3 separate regions of the Mus musculus genome follow, and regions 2 and 3 are each linked to region 1. A link is a contact called in public promoter capture Hi-C data. All regions are on one chromosome and are shown on one strand. Each heading gives the region's core, a stretch centred on a gene start, on an enhancer-like site or on the middle of the called end of the contact. The rest is flanking DNA. Distances are from core to core; before and after follow the strand shown.

Region 1 (3,621 bases), core at 823-3,322:
GCAGAGTCAGCCTCCTGTGCCAAGTCCTTGCCGGGGTGTCCCAGCATAGGGTGCCCTATCATAGGGACACCCCCTGCTGCAACCAATTGGTCAGATGGCTCTGTTTCACTTAAGGTCTGTTCCTCTCTCTATGGGAGCCTTCTTCAGCTTAATCCTCGAGGTCACTGTTTTTCCAGTCTCAGCTTGTCCCCGGTTCTGCTGACAGATTTGGTGATATGGTTTTGGGTGTCCAGTGTTTGGGATTTGCTGAGAATTCAGAAGCCAGTGATGTGGAACTACACATCAGCTACACCTAGAGCTAAAGGAGCATTCTATAAGAGTCAGGTGTTGGCCACAAAGCAGTGCATTTGCTGCACAGTAGAGCCGGGTGAATGAAGGAGCAGAACTGCCCTTACTTTGCATACATAGAGAATGGGAACCAGGGAGGTGAATCCGCCTATGGTTGTTGATGTGGCAGAGAGAAGAGCTGTGAGTTCAGCCTAAAACACTGATAAAATAGGTACATTTGGGGTCCAGCGAGATGGCTCAGTGGGTAAAAGTGCTTGTTGCATAGGCCTGGAAACCCAAATTCAGTTCCCCAAATTTGTCTCATGGTGGGAGGAGTTGTCTTCTGACCTTTACGTATGTAGTGCATGTGCGCGCGCGCACACACACACCATTCTCTTTCTCTTCCTTTCTCTCCTTCCCTCCCTCTCCTCTCCTTTCTTCCCTCTTTCTCTCACTTTTTCTCTTTTACACACACGTGATAATTAATAATAATAATAATAATAATAATAAATATATGCATACAGATTAATATCAATACCTGAGACTTATCTTAACTACTAGGGACTGTAAAGGAAGGAGGCATAAGTGTTCATCACTGTGGGAACAAGGGTATCAATATTCCATTACTGATGCTTTTGAATGTGATTTAAACATTCCAAAAGGTTTATAAAATGTGAGCTTCGGTCATTCTTCCCAAGCAACGACTATAACAAGGACTTGAGTACCCAAGTTCTTATCCACGCTGTCAGATTGTGATGATGATGTTATAAAGGATTTGGGCTCCTTACACAGCCAAGGCTTAGAGATGTGTTATTCCCATCTCCCCAGAGAAAGATGTGCCTTTTCCGTCAACCAGTCCACCTTGGCCAAGGTATAAACTTCAACCAGCTCTCTGCCAGGCAGCAAGCACAGATGAATGCTTGCAACAGCAGCATACCCTGGAAAAGCCTACAGGCTGGGAGAGGAGGGAGGGGGCCAACGAGACAGTCAATTCCCAGAGAGTGTGGGAAGAGCTACGTTCTCAGAATGAGTGAAGAGGCGTGGGAGCCCAGGGGAGGAAATGACTCAATTTGGAGAAAAGTGGCGTTCCGCGCTGGGGTTTCAGGAGTGGAGAGGCGTTTCCGGAAGAGAAGCTGTGTACGGTCAGACCTGAGTTCTGAAGAGGAGTAGGTGGCTCAGTCAGGGAAATGGGAGTGGGGGTGGCGCCTTGCTTCCTGGAGGGGGTGGGGGGCACCGTTGAAGCATGCAGGGGCGGCTCTGTGAGGAGTAGTGAGGTGCGGTGAGGGAATCAGGAAGACTTTCCTGAGGGCAATGTTGACAGGTGAAGAAATTCGGAGTCCAGTGAGGACAGGAAGTGAGGGATGCTTGAGGGGAGGAGCTGACAAGATCTGAGGTGTACAACTAGACCCTGTCTTTAGGATCATTTTGGGTAGTCAGACAATTCCCCCAAGTGGTGGAAAGGATTCTGCACAGTGATCTGTGTTTTGGAAGAGCCTGTCAGGGAGAGATGAAATCTGAGTAATTTGGTTTATTGCCATTTGTTTCCATTAGTGCTGGAAACAGATGGTCTCATCAGCCTTATGTTGCCCTTGTCAGCATCTGTGTGACTCCAAGGTCTAATTTTTAATTATCCCTGACCATTGGCAGGGACATGAAGGGGAAACGGGAAAGTTCCAACCCTTAAAAAAAAAAAAAGAAAAGAAAAGAAAAGAAAAGGTTTCCTTTGCATCTTTTCTGCTTGCCTATCAGTTATTTTTTCTTTTAACCACCGAGGAATATCTATTAGCCTGGGTTCTATGTTGCCATGGTATCAAGACCAAACAAACCTTAATATATAGGGAATCCAAGGGTACAGTCGAAGGAGACACTGTCTTCCAGCAACTGGGCGATGTGTTGGCAGAGCCTTGTCAGATTGAACACTGGTCCTAAACTGGGATTCATAGGTGGTCAGAGCAGACTTCGTGTAAAAGCGTGGCTGGTGGATAATAGAGCTGGTGGCCCTCTAGAGCCACGAGGAAGAGAACAGGTTTGGGAAATTTCGCACAGCCAAGAGTTTGGTAGGAATTGTTAGGAAGTCAGGCAGCAATTCCTCCAGATTAATAAGAAGCGAGCCTTAGCTACTCTAAGCAGTGTTAACAGCTGTTTGTGGGGCCTAGAGAGATTGCTTAGCAATGAAGAGTGCTTGCTGAATTTGCAAAGCATCTGAATTTGGTTCCTCACTCCAGCATCCAGTAGCTAACAACTAGCTCCAGCTCCGGCTCCAGCGGCTGCCTCTGAGGGCGTATATGTATATGTATATGTATATGTATATGTATATGTATATGTATATATACATACATATATATGTATATATACACACACATACATACACACACATATATATGTATATATATACATATATATACACATATATATACATATATATATATATACATATATATATACATATATATATACATATATATATATGGTCTATGTTTTCAGAAAGTATAGAGACAAAGGTTCTTGGGGGAAAGTGCTCTTGTGTGTGTGTGTGCGAGATGTGTCTGTGTAACAGGGTTCTGTGTTGCTCAAACTGACATTGTACTTGCATTATTGAGTGCCTGGTGTGGTGGTTTGAATAGGAATGCCCCCCCCCCCCGACTTGTGGATTTTAAAACCTGGTCACCAGGGCATGCCACCATTTGAAAGGATTAGGAGATGTTGGAGGAAGTGTGTCAATGGAGGTAGGTTCTGAGGGCTCAAGGACCCAAGTTAGGCCCAGCATCTTTTTCTTCCTACTGCCTGTGGATCTGGCTGTAGAACTCTGAGGGTCTTCTCTAGCACCACGGCTGCTTATATGTCACCACGCTACCTCCTATGACCACAATGGACTACACCTCTGAAACTGTAAGCAGGCCCCATTTAAGTGCTTTCCTTCATAAGAGTTGCCGTGGTCATGGTTTCTCTCCACAGTGGCAGAACTCTGACTAAGACACCTGGCTTTAATATTTTTTTTTTTAAAAATCACTTCTTTATAAGATGTATTTTCAGTTTTTGACTATCTTTCACACACAAAGAACTGCTTTTATTCTGATATTTTCTACATCGATTTTGTCATACTCCATTCTTATCCAGCCTTGCCATTTTCTTTCACCACCTCTATTTTGTAGAGGTCAGGTCTTCACCCCCACCCCTATTGTAGAATACTGGCCTCTGAGCAAAGCAGGCGCTGCCTTCATTGAATTGCTTGTGCCTGCTTGCAAGAGACCATCATTCCCTCAGAGAAGGGGGGGCTTTGGGCCACCACCTGAGATTCCAGATGCCCTTCTCAGCATCTGCATGTAATCCTGCCCTAACTGCACATGGTCTTTG
Region 2 (3,851 bases), core at 1,063-3,562, 2.4 Mb after region 1:
GGGAGAAAAACTCTCTGGTACTAGTTTCTCCGACTTAACACAGCTGATTATGTGCCTGAGTGGGGTTTTTTTTTTTTTCTGAAGATATACATGAAAAAAATGGTCTCTGATTTCAATTTCAAAAAGGTTATGAGATGTGGCTCAGTTGGAAGAGCGCTTGCCTGGCACACTTGGAGCCCTGTGTTCCATCCCCAGCTACACATAAACCTTTATGGTGGTGCAAGCCTATAACCCCGGTGCATTGTGGGTGGAGGCAGGAGCAGAGAAATTCAGGATCATCCTTGAGTTAGAGCCCAGCCGGGGACACTTGAGACCCTATCTCAATAAAATAAGGAAATGGGGTTGGGGCATGATCAGAAGTATATTGTATGGAAAAAAGATAGCAAGACACAGAAAGATGACCAAAGATACTTTGCATTAAATTAAACTATCCTGTGCAAAAATTGTACTGAGAACTCAATGATGTTTTATAACTTTCTAATTAAAATATTCCAAAAGAACGTTTCCCTTGGCTTCTGAACGGCAGGGACCCTGGGTGTGTGTGGGGTGGTGACGGTGGAGAATAGGGAGAGAAGAGCTTCCCCGTGGTTCTGACTGACTGACTTTAATAGCCGTCCTCTGCCAGTGCCCTGCCTAAAGACGCTGGCGCTTTTGTTAGGTCTTTGGCAAAAGTCCCCTAGTAACAGAAGATTTTTTTTCATTGGAATCCATATGGCAAGTGGGAGGCTCAGGCTGGAAACTTACAACTGTGTTTGGTGAGTATCAGCTTTTCAGATCAGATGTTGGGTGGTTCTAAGCCTACTTGGCACAGAATGGCAAAAGGAAAAATAGTGGAAATATATACAGAATTGCAGCTGAGCTCTAACCCAGAGTCTGAGTTGATTACTCATCCCGGGAAGGTGGATGGGGAAAGGTCTGATTTTGTCACTTGATCCGTTCAGATTCTGTTTGAGTGAGGTGAGGCCTGGGTCCCCCCTACTCTGTTCATTTCTCCCCCCCCCCCCCCACTTCTTCACATTCATGCATTTCAAAGTAAGTTTTGTACATTTTTGGCCAGGTAAATTCTAAAAGTGTCTCCTGGAGAAAATATGTAAATCTCACGAGCCTCGATTAAACTTATTTAATGTTATGGAAACAGGGTCTTGGAATGTAACCCAGGGTGGTCTTACACTTCAGGTAATCCTTCTGCCTCAGTTTCTCAAGTGCTGGAATTAATTACAGGAATGATTCACCAAACCTGACTTTAAATTTTTGTTTTACTTTTCAAAACAGGGTTTCTCTGTAGCCCTGGTTGTCCTGGCACTCACTCTGTAGACCAGGCTGACCTCGAACTCAGAGACCCACTTTCACATCCCGTGTGCTGGAATTAAAGGCCTGTGCTGCTACCACCCAGCTCTGAAGAAAGTAACCGCCATCTAACTTTACCCAGAAGTTAGTAGACAGCATTCTCTTAGAATGCAGCTATTTATTTATTTATTTGTTTATTTATTTTTGTGCTCATTGTAGCTTCCCCGCCCCCTGTGGTAAATACCACTTCTTTGAAAGTTATATATAAATCTTCATTGTTGGTTTATTTCCTTAAGATAGATTCAGAAAGAAGTTACTAGCTCAGAAAACTCATGGTCATGGTTAAGGATCCTAATTTTATCTTGCCAAGCCGCAAGCCCGGAAAGGCTCCCAGAAGGGACTTGAACCCCCACCACGGATTTACAAATCTCCCACAAAGCCCTGCCTTCTGCATATGCTTGGGCTCTGCCCTATTACTTGTTAAGAGGAGAAATCTCTTTTCTGCGATGTGTCCAGTGTTTATCTGGACCTGCACCTCTGGGTAGAGGCGTGTACCCGAAGGGGATGGCAGCTGCAAAAACTACCTGTTCCCTCGGCCCCTCCCGACTCCGCTGTTGTTTAGGAGGCATCCTGGTCCCCCTGGCATCAAGGTGTCTGTTTGGATAGTTGCAAAGATGCCACCCTCAGAGGAGGGGGCAAGATAAAGATTCAATTTCCTGCACAAGGGCCTTTTGTCCTCTGGAAGCTTCTTCCCTCGGGACAGATATTTTCGGTCCATTAGTGGGGCCGAGCGGTGGCTCTGCCAGCAGGCTTGATGATCCATCCACCCCACCCCGTGGGGGGCGGTCAGTGTTCCGGGAGCCCACCTGTGTCCTCCACCTTCCTGCCCTCGCCCCCCTCCCCCGCCCCCGGGCGTGGCCCACCACGGTCACGCCTGGGAAGGATAGAGGAGCCCTAGGCCAACTGGCTGCCTCCTTGCTCCGATCCCGCCCTGGCTCCCGCCGGCGGCCCCAGGCAAAGAGCCACCACCGACTGAGCGGCTCTTTGTGTGCGCCCTGGGTGCGCAGCGCAGAAGCGCAGCGGGCAGCGCAGGTAGAGCGGGGCCGGGACGGGGGAGGGGACGGGGTGCCTGCTCCAGGGTGGGGGGCCCGGGTCTTCGTGATAACTAAGGTTAAGGATAACTAAGGACTCCTGCACCCCAACATCTCGTTCTTACTGCTCTTCCGGGATTCCTATCTGGTTTTCTCCAAGTGTTTCTTATATGTTAGTACCCCATCGGTGCCCTCTAGATTCCCGGGCCGATGTCACTGGATGTCCCTTCTTCGCTGTGGGATCGTAAGAACGGAGTCTGTCCCCGTGGATTCCCAGGGAAGAAGGACTGCTTGTGGGGTAGAAATCGGAAGGGACCAGTCCTAGGAGTCTTTGTTGAGCCTGGGGAGAGAGCGGTTCTCCTCTGGGCGGCAGGGCCAGTTCGTGGGCAAACTCCAAGCTTTCGGGTATAGATGAGTAATCAGGTCTCCAGGTGGGATGTTCCATTTCAAGGAGGGATTTGGACTGAACTGGAGACGCAGCTCTCGTAGCTCACCGGTCTGACAGCTTAGCCAGGCTTGGTGGCGAGAGTGAATTGTGTATAATGTGTGTCATAGTGACAAGTTATGGTTCGCAGGGCTCTTGGAAATGGTCAGTCCGCCAGGGGCTTCACCCCTCCTTTCCCTCTCCCATCCACTAGTAGTGCATCATTTTAAGCTTGCTCAAGAGCTTTGTCACAGAATGCTGAAGAAAAAAATTAGTTTGCAACCAGATCTAGAATTTGGGTCTAGTGGCTTGGCTTTTCGATGTTCAGTCTTGGACACAGCAGTGGGTTTTCTTGGCCGCAGTATGTGCTGTGCGCACCCCAAAAAATGTTCCTTTCTCTTTCCTCCTAATACATAGCAGGAAGGGGAAACAAATTCAATTCCCCCCACACTTCGGAAGGAGGGCTTAAGGGTTCTGGGATTTGAGGCCTGATTACTTGGTACGGTCCAGGCTGTCACTGTAGCCCAGGGTGGCCTGGCCTCCAACTCATAAATTCTGGGATTACAGGACTGTGTTGCCATGCTCTTAGCTAAATACACCAAATGCTGTCTTTTTTTTTTTTTTTTTTTTTTTTTTTTTTTTTTTTTGAGACAGGGTTTCTCTGTGTAGCCCTGGCTTTCCTGGAACTCACTTTGTAGACCAGGCTGGCCTCGAACTCAGAAATCCACCTGCCTCTGCCTTCCGAGTGCTGGGATTAAAGGCGTGCGCCACCACGCCCGGCTAAATGCTGTCTTTTTAAAGATGAGGGAATTGAGGCTCGAACACGGGGGGGGGGGGGGGGGGGGGGGTAGGGGGGGAGGCTGGGGCTAGGCTGACTGGAAGCCCGGGTGCAGAAAGAGCTACATACAGGGAAGAGAAGACAGTGGGTGGGGTGACTCGTTCTAGTCTCATTTTACGAAGGAATCTGACATAGGCTATGAACCCAAAAGCCAGGCTTCCAGCCATGATTTCTCAGTCTTCTGTGTTGTGTGCACTTGTGTTTTCTCTGC
Region 3 (3,974 bases), core at 1,404-3,903, 2.6 Mb before region 1:
ATTGAACTGAAAAGCCTCTGGGTAGCGGCTAGCGGCTAGCTTGAGGATGCACATAGCTGTGACTCTGAGGCCTTACCACAAAAGTATGGCTATGTCACACAGGCCCCTGCATTAGAAAAAAATAACAGACTCCCTTTCCATCAGACAACAGATGCTTAGGAGCTGTGGGGCCCTGAGGTTACCAAGGCAGAGGCTACAAGGAAGTGAGCTGCCGGACAGGGAAACAACAGCCATAGGAAACCCTGAGGCAGTTTAAATACTGCTAAACAAAGCTTCCAGAGACCAAGCAGGAATCTTCTCCCAACAGCCCGTCTTTCTGTTGTCCAATATCTGGGTTCAGGAGTGGGCCAGGCCGTTCACTGCTGTCTCTAGATAAGAGAATCTGAAAAGCGGATGAAGAGTCTGGGAAGAATGACACACAGGCCCTAGGCCAGAGAGGACTCTGGTACTCCGACATACTCAAATCTGAATAAACATCTGACTGCTGATGTCCACACTTGCTGGAGCAGGTCATGGTGGCACACACTGTAGTCCCAGCGCTTGGGGGTAGGCAGGAACACTCCCAGTAAGTTTAGGCTACTCTGGTCTACAGAGTGAACTCAGGCTAGACAGGGTTCCATAGCAAGACCCCGCCTAAGAACTGAACTGAACCAAACCAAACCTGTACTGGCTCAGACATGTTCTTCCTGTCACGTGTCATACCTGCCCTCCTGTGTATTTCTGAGCTGTGAGCACCAATCTAATGTACATTATCACACCACTTCACCACAGCCAGTGGCATCTCTGTGCTTCCAAGGCAGAACCAAGTTGTAGGGGTACAGTGCTCCCCCAATAGCAGGTCCAGATTAAAGAACAAACACTTCGCTAAGAAATGCTGGCTAGAATCACTGTGGCCAACACCAAGGATGCCCTTGGTCAGAGCAGCAGCTTTGTTTTGTGATCAGAAATCACCCGGGGCTGGAGCTGAAGCTGGAGCCCAGAAGAGTGCTTGCCTAGAAAACCTGGGTTTGGTCCCAAGCACTGAATAAAAATGGGCATGATGATGCATGCCGGCAGCCTCAGCATTTAGGAGACTTCAGGAGCATTTAGGGCAGGAGGATCAAGAGTTCAAGGTTATCCTCAGCTACATGGTGAGTTTGAGGATAGTTTGGGCTATACAAGGACATGAACTATCCTATCAGCAAGGGGGACAACACTGAAGGCTGGTGACCGTTGTTGAATGCAAGTTGTAAGGAGCTGAGGGATTAGGCCATGGAATTATTACAGGCACACTCACTCTCCACCCCCCTAAATCATGGTGAGAGAAAGAGAGAATTTAACATTTAGGATGAAAGAGGAAGCTTCAGGTTGGAGCCTGTAGTGAGTTGTGTTCTGGAACGAGGCTCAAACCTTTACACAGAACTTCCTCAGCTTGCCCCTGCTGACATTTCCTGACTGACCTTTCCCTGACATCACTGTTGCCTTTTGTTGGCCTTACTACACTTATTGGCCTTACTACAGAGTAAAACCTAAAAGTTACAGTTGGGGAGTTCTCAGGGGTGGGGGTGGGGGATGCCCACGGTGAATTCACCTGCAGGTCAGAGAGATCCTGCAACCCTCCAAGTAATGACTCAAATCTGACCAGGGGAAAGGCGCACAAAACTGCTTTCAGTGACTTGCGTTTTCCAGTTGGAGCACTGGGGGCACTGAGATCTGACGGTGAAAGGAAGCTTTCTACTGTAAAAGCTGAGCAGCTGTGACTTAACAGGTCTGGCATGGGGGCCCTAACATCTGATTTCCTCCCCCAAGCTTCCAGAGTATACCATGGGTTTGAAAGCCACCGTCCCCATTTATGTAACACGGAGAGGTCTTGGTCAGACATCCGTCATACCAGCTACCGGTGAACCTCCTCCTTACAGATCCACGGGAGAAACCTCCCTCCCCTCTCCTTCCTGCGCAGAGTTGATCTCAGCAGCCTCGTGAAACTTGCAGCTCAAGTGCCCAGAGTCCAACCCAACCCGCAGCCGCTTTTGAGTGACCAGGTAGGACCCACCGGCAGTTTCGTGGGAGGGGCGGAAAGCCTGCGGGGTTGCATCTGGGTGCCTTGGCGACATCACCTGTCGCTCATCCTTGGAACCTGAGTAAACAGGCAGGCTCCCCGAGGTGTTGTGGGCACGCCACCGAGAAGCTGCTTGCCCGGTGCGTTGTGCGCGCTCCCCCGCGCTCTCGCCGTGCTCGGTCGGTCGGGCGCAGGTGGCAGGGCACGGCGCAAACCCCGCACACCCCGCGCCCGCGTCCCCGCCGCGGCCCGCTCACCTGCAGTCGGTGGCTCTTGACGAGGTGCATGTTGAGCGCAGGGCTGTTGGGCAGGATCTTGCCGCAGCCGCGCACGGTGCACAGAATATTGGTGCGCACAGCCCGGGACAGCTCGCTCACAGTCGGCTGGATCAGCTCCCGGGCCGGTGGCACCGGGGCCGCGGCCCGAGCCCTGGCCGGTCTCGGCCGGCTGCCTTGCAGTCGCGACTCGGGCGGCCTCCACGGGCTAGAGGCGGCGGCGGCTCCCCGCGTGCTCGCCGGCGTGGCCGGGACACCCGGGGCCGGACCCGCAGAATCGGCCGCCGCCGCCTCCGTGGCCGCCATGGCTCCCGCACGGCCGCCAGGCCCCTCTCGCAGTGCCCGCCCCCGCCGCAGCCACTTCCGGCAGGGGGCGGGGCCTCCGGGCTCATTAGCATCCGGCCGGTCGGTGGCCGCAGCGCCGCCCGCCGGCCGCGGCGAGCGCGTGTTGGAGGTTGAAGTCCCATGTGCTGGGAGAACAGGTGAATTGGATAGGTTCCATGAACCCACACTTTCTACTTCCTAGGGACCTGAGCTCAGGCAACAGCTGGATAGAAGAGAAAGAGATGCTTTCAGGTTTAACCTTTTTTTTTTGACCGTTGATTTATTGTTATTAGGAATAAATTTTATATTGTAGACTATTTGATTAGCATGCTTAAGGCCCTGGATTTGATCGGTAGCACACTAAAAACAAAACAAAACAAACTTATCTTATTCTTTGAGGCCCCGCCTGGCCTCAGAATCCCCATATAATCAAGGAGTCCTTGAACTCCTTATTCTCTTACCACTACCTCCATACTCCTGGGGTTTTACTAAGCCTAGTGGTAGCGTTAAAGATTGAACCCAGTGCCTTAGACGTGTACTCTGCCAGCTGAGCTACAGCCCAGCCCCCACAGACTAATTCTCTCTTATCTCTGAAGAGGGAAGAGTCTGAGGTGGATCTAGTCGGCTGAAAGCAAGGTGTCAGCTGGGCTTGTTCTTCCAAGGATCTTGCCTTTTTCAGCGTCTAGAGGTCACCTGCATTTCTTTGCCAATGGGCCTTCCTTTACACCAAAATCAGGAATGGGAAGTTGAGTCTGTCACATTTCATAACCGACATCTATCGTCATCATGCCACCTACTACATTGGACCTGGGTATCACAGGGCCAATGGGCTCAACTGCAGAGTCCCTTTGCCTTGGGGACATACTCAGACTCCAGGAATTCTGAAGCAGGCATTTTTGAGAATTGTTCAGCATGACGCTAGGCTTTCTTGTTCAGATTCCAGGTCCAGATTCCTGCCAACTGTACCAGGGAGAGTTACGAAGTAGAATAAATACCCCAGCAAGTGCAAGGGCTTCGGCAGTTCCCATTCAGCCACTCATGAACCTTGTGGGCAGAATGACTTCTTTGTATGTGACTGACTGGTCGGGAGAGTGGTCAAAGGGAGCTAGTGGGGCTAGGGGGATGGCTCTGTGGTTAAGAGCACTTAATGTTCTTACACAAGACAGGTTTGATTCCAAGCACCCAAATGGTGGTTTACAACCATCCATAACTCCAGTTCCCAGGCACGAATGTGGTATACATACACAGATGCAAACAAAGCACTCATACAAATAAAATCAAACCATCCCCCCTCCCCCTTAAAAAGGTATGTATGGAGGAAATGTCTTTAAGCCTTA

The links. Promoter capture Hi-C pulls out the DNA fragments that hold promoters and counts their contacts.
Region 2: a contact with region 1 is called in a promoter capture Hi-C map of hippocampal neurons, with 5 times the contacts expected there. The contact joins the promoter of Chst5 here to the promoter of 4933408N05Rik in region 1. A contact is called at or near these places in 2 of 39 promoter capture datasets (cranial neural crest and hippocampal neurons).
Region 3: a promoter capture Hi-C map of liver shows a contact between it and region 1, with 3 times the contacts expected there. The contact joins the promoter of Atmin here to the promoter of 4933408N05Rik in region 1. A contact is called at or near these places in 2 of 39 promoter capture datasets (hippocampal neurons and liver).

Annotation. Positions count from the first base shown.
Region 1 is chr8:114,349,929-114,353,549 of GRCm38.p6, reverse strand. It overlaps 4933408N05Rik (RIKEN cDNA 4933408N05 gene), which reads left to right and starts at 2,072. Exons shown (of 3, transcript NR_045831.2): 1 at 2,072-3,156. The region is part of intron 7 of Vat1l (vesicle amine transport protein 1 like); the gene reads right to left.
Region 2 is chr8:111,908,660-111,912,510 of GRCm38.p6, reverse strand. Chst5 (carbohydrate (N-acetylglucosamine 6-O) sulfotransferase 5) reads left to right here and starts at 2,312. Exons shown (of 2, transcript NM_019950.2): 1 at 2,312-2,379. Tmem231 (transmembrane protein 231) reads left to right here. Exons shown (of 7, transcript NM_001033321.2): 7 at 1-504.
Region 3 is chr8:116,942,072-116,946,045 of GRCm38.p6, reverse strand. Atmin (ATM interactor) reads right to left here and starts at 2,653. Exons shown (of 4, transcript NM_177700.4): 1 at 2,296-2,653. The coding sequence starts at 2,619. It also overlaps a transcript of Cmc2 not described here.